3 separate regions of the Mus musculus genome follow, and regions 1 and 3 are each linked to region 2. Evidence: chromatin contacts called from public promoter capture Hi-C data. All regions are on one chromosome and are shown on one strand. The core of a region is the stretch at or near the end of the contact, and the rest is flanking DNA. Distances in the headings are between cores, read along the strand shown. Region 1 holds the start of Nfyb (nuclear transcription factor-Y beta). Region 2 holds the start of Mterf2 (mitochondrial transcription termination factor 2). Region 3 holds the start of Glt8d2 (glycosyltransferase 8 domain containing 2).

Region 1 (3,041 bases), core at 357-2,856, 2.4 Mb after region 2:
ATAGATAAATCTTTAATTTTTTTTAAAAGGAAATAACAGAGTGGTAAATCTGGCTAGTAAGAAGGGGTCCTGGGCCCACAGGTGGTGGTGGTTCACTCCTTTAGTCCCAGCATTGGGGAGGCAGAGGTAGGCAGAACTGTGAGTTTGAGGCTAGCCTGGTCTACAGAGTGAAATCCAGGACAGCCAGGGCTACACAGAGACATCCTGCCTTGGAACAAACAAACAAACAAACAAACAAACAAAACCAAAACAAGAGAAGAAGGGAGAGGAAGAGGAGGGTGTCCTAGAATTTGGTAGATTCAGGTGGTGGTGCTCCTAACTCCTCTTGAAATAACCGAGAAAGACTCATTTGTTCTTGCTTCCTTATTTACCTGAGAAATATTTATTTATTCTAGACACAGCGGGATATCAATAAATAACATATTTCAATCTTTCTGTATACTTTATGCACATACTTATATGGAATATACACCCAAACACCTTTTTTTCTTTTTTTGAGATACAGTCCGATTATGTAGCCCAGGCTGGACGTGAACACACACACTAGGGAGCCCAAGATGGTCTGGAATTTCCAATCTTCCTGTTTGTGTCTCCCCAGTCATGGGTTTAAAAGGCATAAGCCACAACACCAGGGCCTTCTATAATTATTACTACTACAGTTTCTGTTTCTTCAGACAGGGTTTCTCTGTGTAGCCTTGGTGTACTGGAACTCACTCTGTAGACCAGGCTGGCCTTGAGATTTGCCTCCCTTGTCTTGGAATTAAAGGCGTGCACCTGCCTGACCCAGCCATACTATTATTTCTAAAGACAGGGTCTTAATGTATCTCTGGCTGACCTAGAACTTTCAGTCTTGCTTACTTATCCTTGTTAAGTCCTAGGACAATAATTTTCCATCTATCTGGGTGCAGGTATCCTGCAGTACTTTGCAGTGGCTGGCCATGCAGGACATTTTGGATCACCACCACAAGGGAGAATGGTAGCCAAGGGACATTTGATCCAGATTTCAGTGAGGCCGACAGGGAAGGCCTTAAATGCACAGAGGCCATGAGTTTTTGCAGCCCAGTGTTATCTGGTTGGGAAATGAGCACTTTAGGTAGTAAGCCAACTTGGTAGGGCAGACCTAACACCAGAACACAGCACCAGGGTACAGGGTGGAAGTCGGCTGGGACAGCCTACCTGTTAAACTTGGAGGAAGGGGATGGTGTGCTAAAATGAAAAACTAACATCTTTGTTCACTGTGACTTGAGAGGGAACGCTGTGTGCCTGAGGTGGCTTGGAGGGATACCTAGAAAACATTAGGTGCCTAAAGCATTCTGGAAAGTAGCTCAGGTGTAGATCCCCTCCGGGGCTGAACTCAGGCGGGCGAGACGCTGGTTAGTGGGGAAGGAGGAGCTGGAAGGAGAAAGAAGCCAGAGCAAGCCTTTCCGCGTGGAGCTCTGGATGAGAACGCCGGCCTCTCGGACGCCCTGAAGAGCGAACATCCAGAGCCCGCCCGCGCGCTTTTACGGACCGCGCGCCTTGCTCAGAGGCTCCGGGGCGGGGCCGGGGGCGGACCGGGGCGTGGCCTCGGGCGCGGGCGTCGCGGAGGGAGGGTGTCACGTAGAGGGAAGCGGCCCGCGGCGGAGGGAGGGGAGGCCGAGTCCTGGAAGTGGAGCTCCGCGCTGGGACTGGTTCCTTCGCAGCCATTTTCTGTCCAACCAAACAGCCGATTGGAGACGGGAGCCAACCAGGGCTGCATTGGAGGTTTGTGTCTCGCTTCGGCCAATGATCGCTCCTAAACCGACTCCACTTTAGCTCGAATGAAATGTCCGTCTCCTCCCGGCGCCGTCCCCGCCGCCAACGCCGCGGCGGTCGGGGGCACTCGCAGTCCGCAGTCTTCGGGCGGGCCGGGCCTCCGGGCGAGGCCGCTGTGCTTCGGGCCGGGCCGGGCCGGGCCGGGCGCGGGGCGGCGGGCGCTTTGTGCGCGGGGCCGCGAGCCGCGGTCGGGCTGGGCCGGGCGGCTGCGGGGCTCTCGCGGCGGCAGCCCCGGGCCGGCTCCATTTTGTCCGGGGAGCCGGCGGGCGGGGAACGCTGCGCCCCGGAGCGGCCGCTTTGTCTCCCGCATCCCGCCGGCGGCGGGCGTTGGGCACGGGCGGCGGGGGGATGCGCTCCGCGGGGCCGCCCGGGCACCTGCGAGCCGAGGCGGCGGGTCCCTGCGAGGAACGAGCGGCCTGGCGGGCCCCCGGCCCGCTCCGCGCCTACAGCATGCAGCCATCTGGCGCCTGGCTCGCCCCGGACTTGCCCCGAAGGTGGGAAGGGAGCCTTGGAGGTTGCACGGAGGTTTCAGTCACCCGTGCTGGGGGGGCGGGAGGGTCTGCGAGAACAAAGAATTTACGGAGCACCCGCAGATCCTTTCATGCCTAAAGTCTAGAAGAGGGCTGTTTGATGTAGACAAGGTTAGGTAGCAGACGACCTTTAAAAAAAATGGCATCCCGCTAATCTTCACAGACCCTAGTTTTTGTAGATGGTGCCACAAATCACCCGAGTGGCTTCAGCTCTCAGTAAGGAAACTAATCGGTAACAGAAAGTGATGGCTCAACTGGTCAGTAGTAGTGGCATTAATAAATAGGAGCTTTATGGATGAGATACTGAGAGTTTAACCAGAATTCCTTTAAAGGCAAATGATTCCTCCTCTGCACTGCTCTTTGTAGCTTAATTTAAGGATTCTATCGATGCAAAGCTGTGGTTGTCGATGCCAAAGAAAGGAGGTTGGAGGAAGGGAATCTGCTTTTCTTGGATACAGATTTGCATTTCTTCAAACACCAAGCAGATGTATGCATTCCCTTGAGCTATTACACAGATTATAACCTGCCCTGAAGAAAATGCTTTCCATATGAAGAGAGATATTCTTAATGGATTAAGTCTAAGTATATACTTAGCAACTATTTGGGTTGGTAAGGCTCTCCCCCGGTTCCCACTCTAAGCAAGATGCATACACATACCCAACCTTCAGTGTTTGAGTGTTCAAACACACCTTTTAAAGCTACAGGAACATTCTGGAT
Region 2 (3,139 bases), core at 126-2,625:
TTGCACAGCATGCAATTCCAAGTCTTGACTTTAACACCTATAACTTTCTTTCTTCCCCCCCTTTTTTTTTCAATTGTCTGATGGGGGGTGTGGGTTGGCTTTTGAGACAGTGCCTGAAACTAAACAAAACTGGCCTAGATTACTGTGTAATTCCAGGCTGTCTTTGTCTAATCCTTCCCCATGCTGCGATGTGACCACTTATTCCTTTTCTATACTTGACTGTAGTTTCCTTTTCCCAAGTGAGGATAGCACATCTTAACCATGAATCCCAAATTTTTGTAAGAAAGTGTGCAGTAAAATCCATGAATAGAGTGTTGATGTGCTAAGAAGGGTTATTGGACATAGATCACCTACTCATCTAGGTAGTAGCTGCTCAGTTAATTCCGGAGTAGCCTGAGGATCAGAACTGATCTTTAGGAGTCAGGACTCTGTTCCTCTAAAGCCCACAAAGTGTAAACCACACGGCTGTTTTCAGATATGATTAACATTCTGGAGTTCTTAACTGTGGATCAAGCATTGTTCTTAGCTAAGGACATAATCAGGAGCCTCCACTCCACATGAAGGGGAGGTGTCAACCTGAGTGAGAGACCCTTAGAAAGGTAACGAGGCGGGCTATCAGCCTAGGAAACACCATTTTCCTTGCTCTAACTGCATACAGCACAGGGTGGGCACAGGGGACTCTTTCCTGGGTAGCACTTCACTCTCATTGTGGTTACCACGTTAATGTGTTTCAGTTCCTGTTGCCCTGTCCAAGGTCCTAGCGCTGCAGTTCCGCATGCTTGGTGCTGAGGCGGCAGCCTGTAAATATTTATCTGAAGGATGGATGAAAAAGATTCTGGCTTTTGGTTGGCTGGTTTATGAGTGTGGGCATCACGAATAACTTAGAATGTAAAGCAAAAGGCAGTTTAGCAGTATTTGGGCAAAGTCATCTAGGGGTAAAAAGGATGAATGGCATTTAGGGAATCAGACCTGGTGTTTACCGCAGATGTGAGGGGTTTGTTTTGTTTGGACAGGTCAGGTTTCAAAGTTTTAAACTTGAGAATTCTGAATGGCTCCACATTACAGACAACAGGTTCTGATCTGCCCCTCCTCCCTGCCTCTTTCTCTCAACGAGTTGTAACGTTCTCTAAGGGACAAAGAGACTGAACCACCAGAGTTTGCTGAGACAGAAGCGCCAGGTGGCACTGGTGGCAATAGACCCTGTAGTGTGGCTCACTTATTCCCACGGGAGCCTGTACACAGTGTTCTAATTGGCTACGCTCGGGATGGAGGCGTGACTTCCTGCACATCAGTTTCTCGAGCTCTGATTGGTTACCAGCCAAGGCGAAGCCCTGCCAGTTACCTAGGATCTGTTTCCTGAGTGGAGAGGCCTGCGGAACAGGGTGGGAACTTAGCTCAACGCCCAAGGTCTCTCCGCTGTGCTTGGACTGCTGCCCACAGGTAAGCCACCCTATTTCTCCAGCTCTGGCTGAGCCTCAAGCCTGCCTACCGGGGTCAGGGTTAGCAGCTGCCCACCGAGAACGTCCACACAGGCACTCCACCTCGGAGCACTGAAAAAAGGAGGCTGCACACGTAAATAAGAGGCCACGGTAGCGGTCCTGGCAGGGCCCTTCCTCTGACCAACTTTGTGGTTCTTTGCCTACAAATTGGAATTCACTTGAAACTGTCAGATCAGAACTTAATTGGTTTTATTGAGAGGACTGTTTTAATTATAAAAATGTATTTCTCACCTCAGGATTGCTTGAGAGGATTGCATAAGAGAGCAGACTATGTGACCTTTTTAGCAAGAGCATCATTGTACATAGGACACAAGGCTAAGAGGACTGCCATTCTTAGGTGGGCAGCCTTGGGCAAGCTACACCTGCATCCTGGCCTCATCTTTAAGGGGAACTATGGTTTAATGAGGAGTAGATGTGAGGGCTTTGTTTTGTTTTTTAATACTCTGAACTACTATTAACTCGTTTAACATGATCTTTCACCAAGGAATAGCGTCCCCATGTTCCTGATGCCCACACTGCCCACACAGAAAGGTGATATTACTTCCTAAAAAGTCACAGCTAATTGGAGATTAATTCCAAGGCAGTGTAGCTGCGCTAAAGTAACTCACTTTTGCCCTCTGCATTGTTTCATAGCCTGATTTGTTAATTTGCTGTTATTGCCTTGTGCATCGTGTTCTTTGTTTGCTCATTACAGGAAATAACAGTATTCAGTCTCGGCTCTCCCCTGCATACACAGTCACTATGGGCTGCTCATAGTTCTTGCTAACGCCATTTCTGAAGTGAAAAAGGTGTGGGCCTTCCTTATTTTTTTTTTGTAAAGTCTGTAACTCTCAAGTTCTCAGATGGTCTGTGATCCCAACAGAAATATGAAATGTTTGGCCAGGAGAGCTAGTGCCTACCATCCTGACAGCAGCCTGAGCTTAAAACAAACAAACAAACAAAAAAACAAACAAAAAAACCCTACAAGTTGAATGGACAATTGATAAATATTACTATAAAGTAAAAAAACACACCGGGAACTGCCTGCCCCTCTCTTTCCCAGAGTCAGTGATGGCAGCCCATGAAGGGCAGGGAGACAGTTCATTAGAACACGGTGCTGCAAAGTGGGTTGTGTGGGATAGTGAAGCAGAAACGTGAGGGGTCACAGCCATCCCAGGTGGAGCATTGCAGTCCATGGTGCCGTAAACACCCTTAAAGGGGACATGGGGCTTCATCTATTCTGAAACATCAGAGGCATTTCCTTAAGAAAGTGACGCTTACTTCTGAGAGTTGATTGACAAAAGCACAGTCTTTGGAGACTATGTAGTGGGAACAGAGTCCGCCGGGACTGAGAAGTGACTGGTTTGTGAGGAAGGGAGATGGGAATTCAGGTGGCAGAAAGTCTTTTCTACAAATTATTGTATGTCTGTCCTAAAGTGCCACTGAGGTCTATTGCAGAGAGGTGACAGAATCACATTTTAGAAGCTACAGAGGAGTCCTAAATGGACTGACTGAAGCCCTGGAGAAGGACAAAATCGCTCAGGAGAGACTATAAGGTAAGAAGGAAAGCATATTTATTTGTTTGTACATTTGTTTGTTTTTCACTAGAAAAACTCATTCATTTCTAATGCTTTTAATTAAAATACAATTACATCATTTAC
Region 3 (3,323 bases), core at 745-3,244, 2.4 Mb after region 2:
CTTTGTCTTTTCTTTTTTTCTTTTCTCTTTCTTTTTCTTCTTTTCTTCCTTCCTTTCTTCCTTCCTTCCTTCCTTCCTTCCTTTCTTTCTTTCTTTCTTTCTTTCTTTCTTTCTTTCTTTCCTTCTTTTTTTTTTTTTTTTTGAGATAGGGTTTCTCTGTGTAGCCCTGGCTGTCCTGGAACTCAATCTGTAGGCCAGAATGGCCTCCACCTCAGAAATTCACCTGCCTCTGCCTCCAGAGTGCTGGAGTTAAAGGGTTGTGTCGCCACTGCTCAGGAGAGACATTTTTTTTAAAGCCCTTACTTTAACTGACCAGACCAGATCTTTATGCCCTGGAACCCAGTCACCACCACCTGGCATGCACGATACATTTTCACCCTTGGTTCTGTTAGGCCTCTTCTAGCAGAACTCCTAATAGATGGAGAGACTGAAAACCTGCAATAGTAAATAAATCTAACAACTGAGCTCCAGTGTACCCTTGCACCATTGAGGTGTCACTGATGGCCTGAGTTTCTTTTTCTTCTCGTTTACATCATAAGGAGGAGGAATCCACCATACAAGATGGAAATGCTGGTCATAGATAAGAAACCTCTTGTGTCCTCAAGGCATGGCAGGAATAGGAGAGAAAGGGACTGGGAGTCATACATTAGGGACCAGAGGAAAGGGTTCGAAAATAATGACCAGAGAGATTTCAGTTAATATGAGAAGTAGGTCCTATGAAAACAGTTACTATTTCAGTCTTGAAACTCATGCCAATCATCCACTTATCCAATAGTAGAATAATTCAATGCCAGGCATCCTCTTGAGTAGATGAGAGGTACAGATGAGGTGATCTTGGGAGTGAACTGAACTGAACAGGCATCAGCCTACAGTCCTGTTTGTGGTACTGCCTTGGGACCTGTCTGAGGGACCACTCTACCACATCTGATACCCTCATGAGTGGGCAATGTGACTCCCAGAAGGCATGGTTATCAAATGAAAATCCCAGGCATGTGATAACACCCTATGAGTCAATGGTTATGGGAGGCCAGAGTCTCCCCAAACGATACGAACTATGACAACTGCATTGAGTGCTAAGCGCTAATCTGGACTCTATATCAACTCTTCGTCTCTATGTGAGGCTCAAGGAATATCACAGAAGAGAAGGCTGAAAGAATTTAAAACTTGGAAAATTGTGGCCGTGGTTAAGAGCACTTGCTGCTCTTTCAGAGGACCCAAATTTGGCTGGAATCTGAAATGTGGAGCAAAATTTAGCTTACCTAACACACTGAGAGAACAAAATGAAGCAGAAGGTATGAATCTGTTTTTATCAATGTTCAAAGTTCCATGTGATTGGAAGGAAGTGACTGCTTGTGATGGAGGCAGCCATCGAGGAGTTCCTTATGAAAGTTAGAGAGAAGCCATTGTGGAATATGTTCCATGATCCTGGGCAAAGCTCTGGTACCATTCCTACATTTCTGGGGATCAACTGCAAAACCACAGAACAGCAGTGTTGCCACCAAGTCTGCCCCCTGACTGATGCCTCTCCCCTCCAGAGGGAATACACCCCACCTGGAAGCTTCTGTCTTTATCACAGCCTCAATAAAAGACGATGGTTGTCTGAGACATGATTTGCCATGGTAACATTTCAACACACAGGAGATTTCAAAGATTCTCAGCAAGAACCTGGCTGAAATTAGAAATTTACACTAGACGCACGACGGTATAAATTCACTTTCCAAACATTTGTTCTTCCCTAGGTTTGCAGCTTTTACTCCAGAACAGCCCTGTTTTGCTGAGAGTTTCACACGCAGACTGCAAGAGAAAGCCGAGAGAGGAAGTCTGCCCCAGCCAGCCAACCTGCCCTGCCTTCAGGACGAGCACATCTGGAAGCGTTTCAGGAGCAGCCTCTGCCTGCACAAGGCTTGGGTTCCCAGAGGCTGCAGGAGTGGAAGAAACCCGAGCCATTCAGGCAACGCAAGCGCAAGCGGAGGTGGGTGTGGACGGCTGAGGCACACTCAGGGCTCGCAAGCCATTTGGGATTTCCAATGGGATCTGGGAAGCAGCTGAAGCAACAGGCAGCTTAGTGGTCCCGCGAGGCCAGCCGCAGTTTGAATGCTCAGCTCTGCAGCGGTTCTGGACCAAGTTGCCCAAAGCCTACCCTCACATCCATCAGGTAAATACAGCAATTACAAGCAAGATAATCTTTCCATTTCACCCTTTCTGTCTACACCACTTGTTTATTTTGCTGTGAACTCAGAGAAGTAACTCGGAGGAGGCAGACTGCCCCCTTCACAGCCTCAGCCTCCAGAAGCCCCCTAGTTTGTAATGTAACATCGTAAAGAACCTTTCTATTGCAGCAAACCCAAGACGCTCACTGTATAAGCTTTTCACATCTTGCTATTTTTGCAGAGCAGAGGCTAGCCCTATTCTCCCATCTCTGCCCTAATGGTGATTTGTTTGTTCGTTTGCATTGGATTTTAAGTTGCATTGGGGATCAGGAGTTAGACATGACAGAGATCAGTGTTCGCATTTAATGTGAGTCTGTTTCTGAGCCAAAATGACATAACTGAGTTATGATTCATGTTTTTGGAATCTGTCCTGAGAAACTCTTCAGGGGCCTCCATACCCAATAAGAGAACTGGCAGTTAATTCTGTGGTTTTGTTGTGGTATGGGAGTCACAGTGTTTGATTTAGCATCCAAAGACGCAGGATGTTTGTCCTATGCAGCCTGCTGGCCAATAGGACGCTGGTGGGTTGGTTTTGCCTTTTTTTTTTTTTTTTTCTTCTCGAAATGTTTTGGTATTGCGCTTCTTCGAAATATCCTTTTGGTATTACATAATGGAATTCTAGTTCTCCCTCTGATACAGCCAACAACAGAGCTGTGCCCTACAGTAATGAAAGTGTGGGCTGTGTGCCACCTGGGAAGACTTTCATAAGCCTGATTCTGGTCATATCTCATCCATGTGCCTACATTTTCCTATCTGCAAAATGGAAATAAAGTGATACAATGTAACATGTGACACACAGATACAAAGTAAATGTGGCACATAGGGCCAGCTTCCCTGGCAATGCTGATAATGACAATGAAGGTCACAGAAGTGACACATGCTGAACTGGACAGGTCCCTGCCCCGGACATTCTGATGTTTTTGAGTGTTCCTCATCTCCCAACATGTTTTTTCCCCAGGACCCTGCTTTCTTCATCCTTCCACAATAATACCTAAACCCTCCATCTCTCTCTCTCTCTCTCTCTCTCTCTCTCTCTCTCTCTCTCTCTCTCTTTCTCACACACACACACACACACACACACACACACACACACACACACACATCTCCGCTCTT

Evidence for each region. Promoter capture Hi-C pulls out the DNA fragments that hold promoters and counts their contacts. Capture Hi-C pulls out chosen DNA fragments and counts their contacts.
Region 1: a promoter capture Hi-C map of adipose tissue shows a contact between it and region 2, with 2.9 times the contacts expected there. The contact joins the promoter of Nfyb here to the promoter of Mterf2 in region 2. A contact is called at or near these places in 1 of 39 promoter capture datasets (pre-B cells) and 2 of 9 other capture datasets (adipose tissue and liver).
Region 3: a contact with region 2 is called in a promoter capture Hi-C map of pre-B cells, with 7 times the contacts expected there. The contact joins the promoter of Glt8d2 here to the promoter of Mterf2 in region 2. A contact is called at or near these places in 2 of 39 promoter capture datasets (liver and pre-B cells) and 1 of 9 other capture datasets (adipose tissue).

What each region holds. Positions count from the first base shown.
Region 1 is chr10:82,762,706-82,765,746 of GRCm38.p6, reverse strand. It overlaps Nfyb (nuclear transcription factor-Y beta), which reads left to right and starts at 1,606. Exons shown (of 8, transcript NM_010914.2): 1 at 1,606-1,743. It also overlaps a transcript of Hcfc2 not described here.
Region 2 is chr10:85,126,263-85,129,401 of GRCm38.p6, reverse strand. Mterf2 (mitochondrial transcription termination factor 2) reads left to right here and starts at 1,375. Exons shown (of 3, transcript NM_028832.3): 1 at 1,375-1,440; 2 at 2,916-3,034.
Region 3 is chr10:82,689,321-82,692,643 of GRCm38.p6, reverse strand. Glt8d2 (glycosyltransferase 8 domain containing 2) reads left to right here and starts at 1,994. Exons shown (of 10, transcript NM_029102.3): 1 at 1,994-2,155.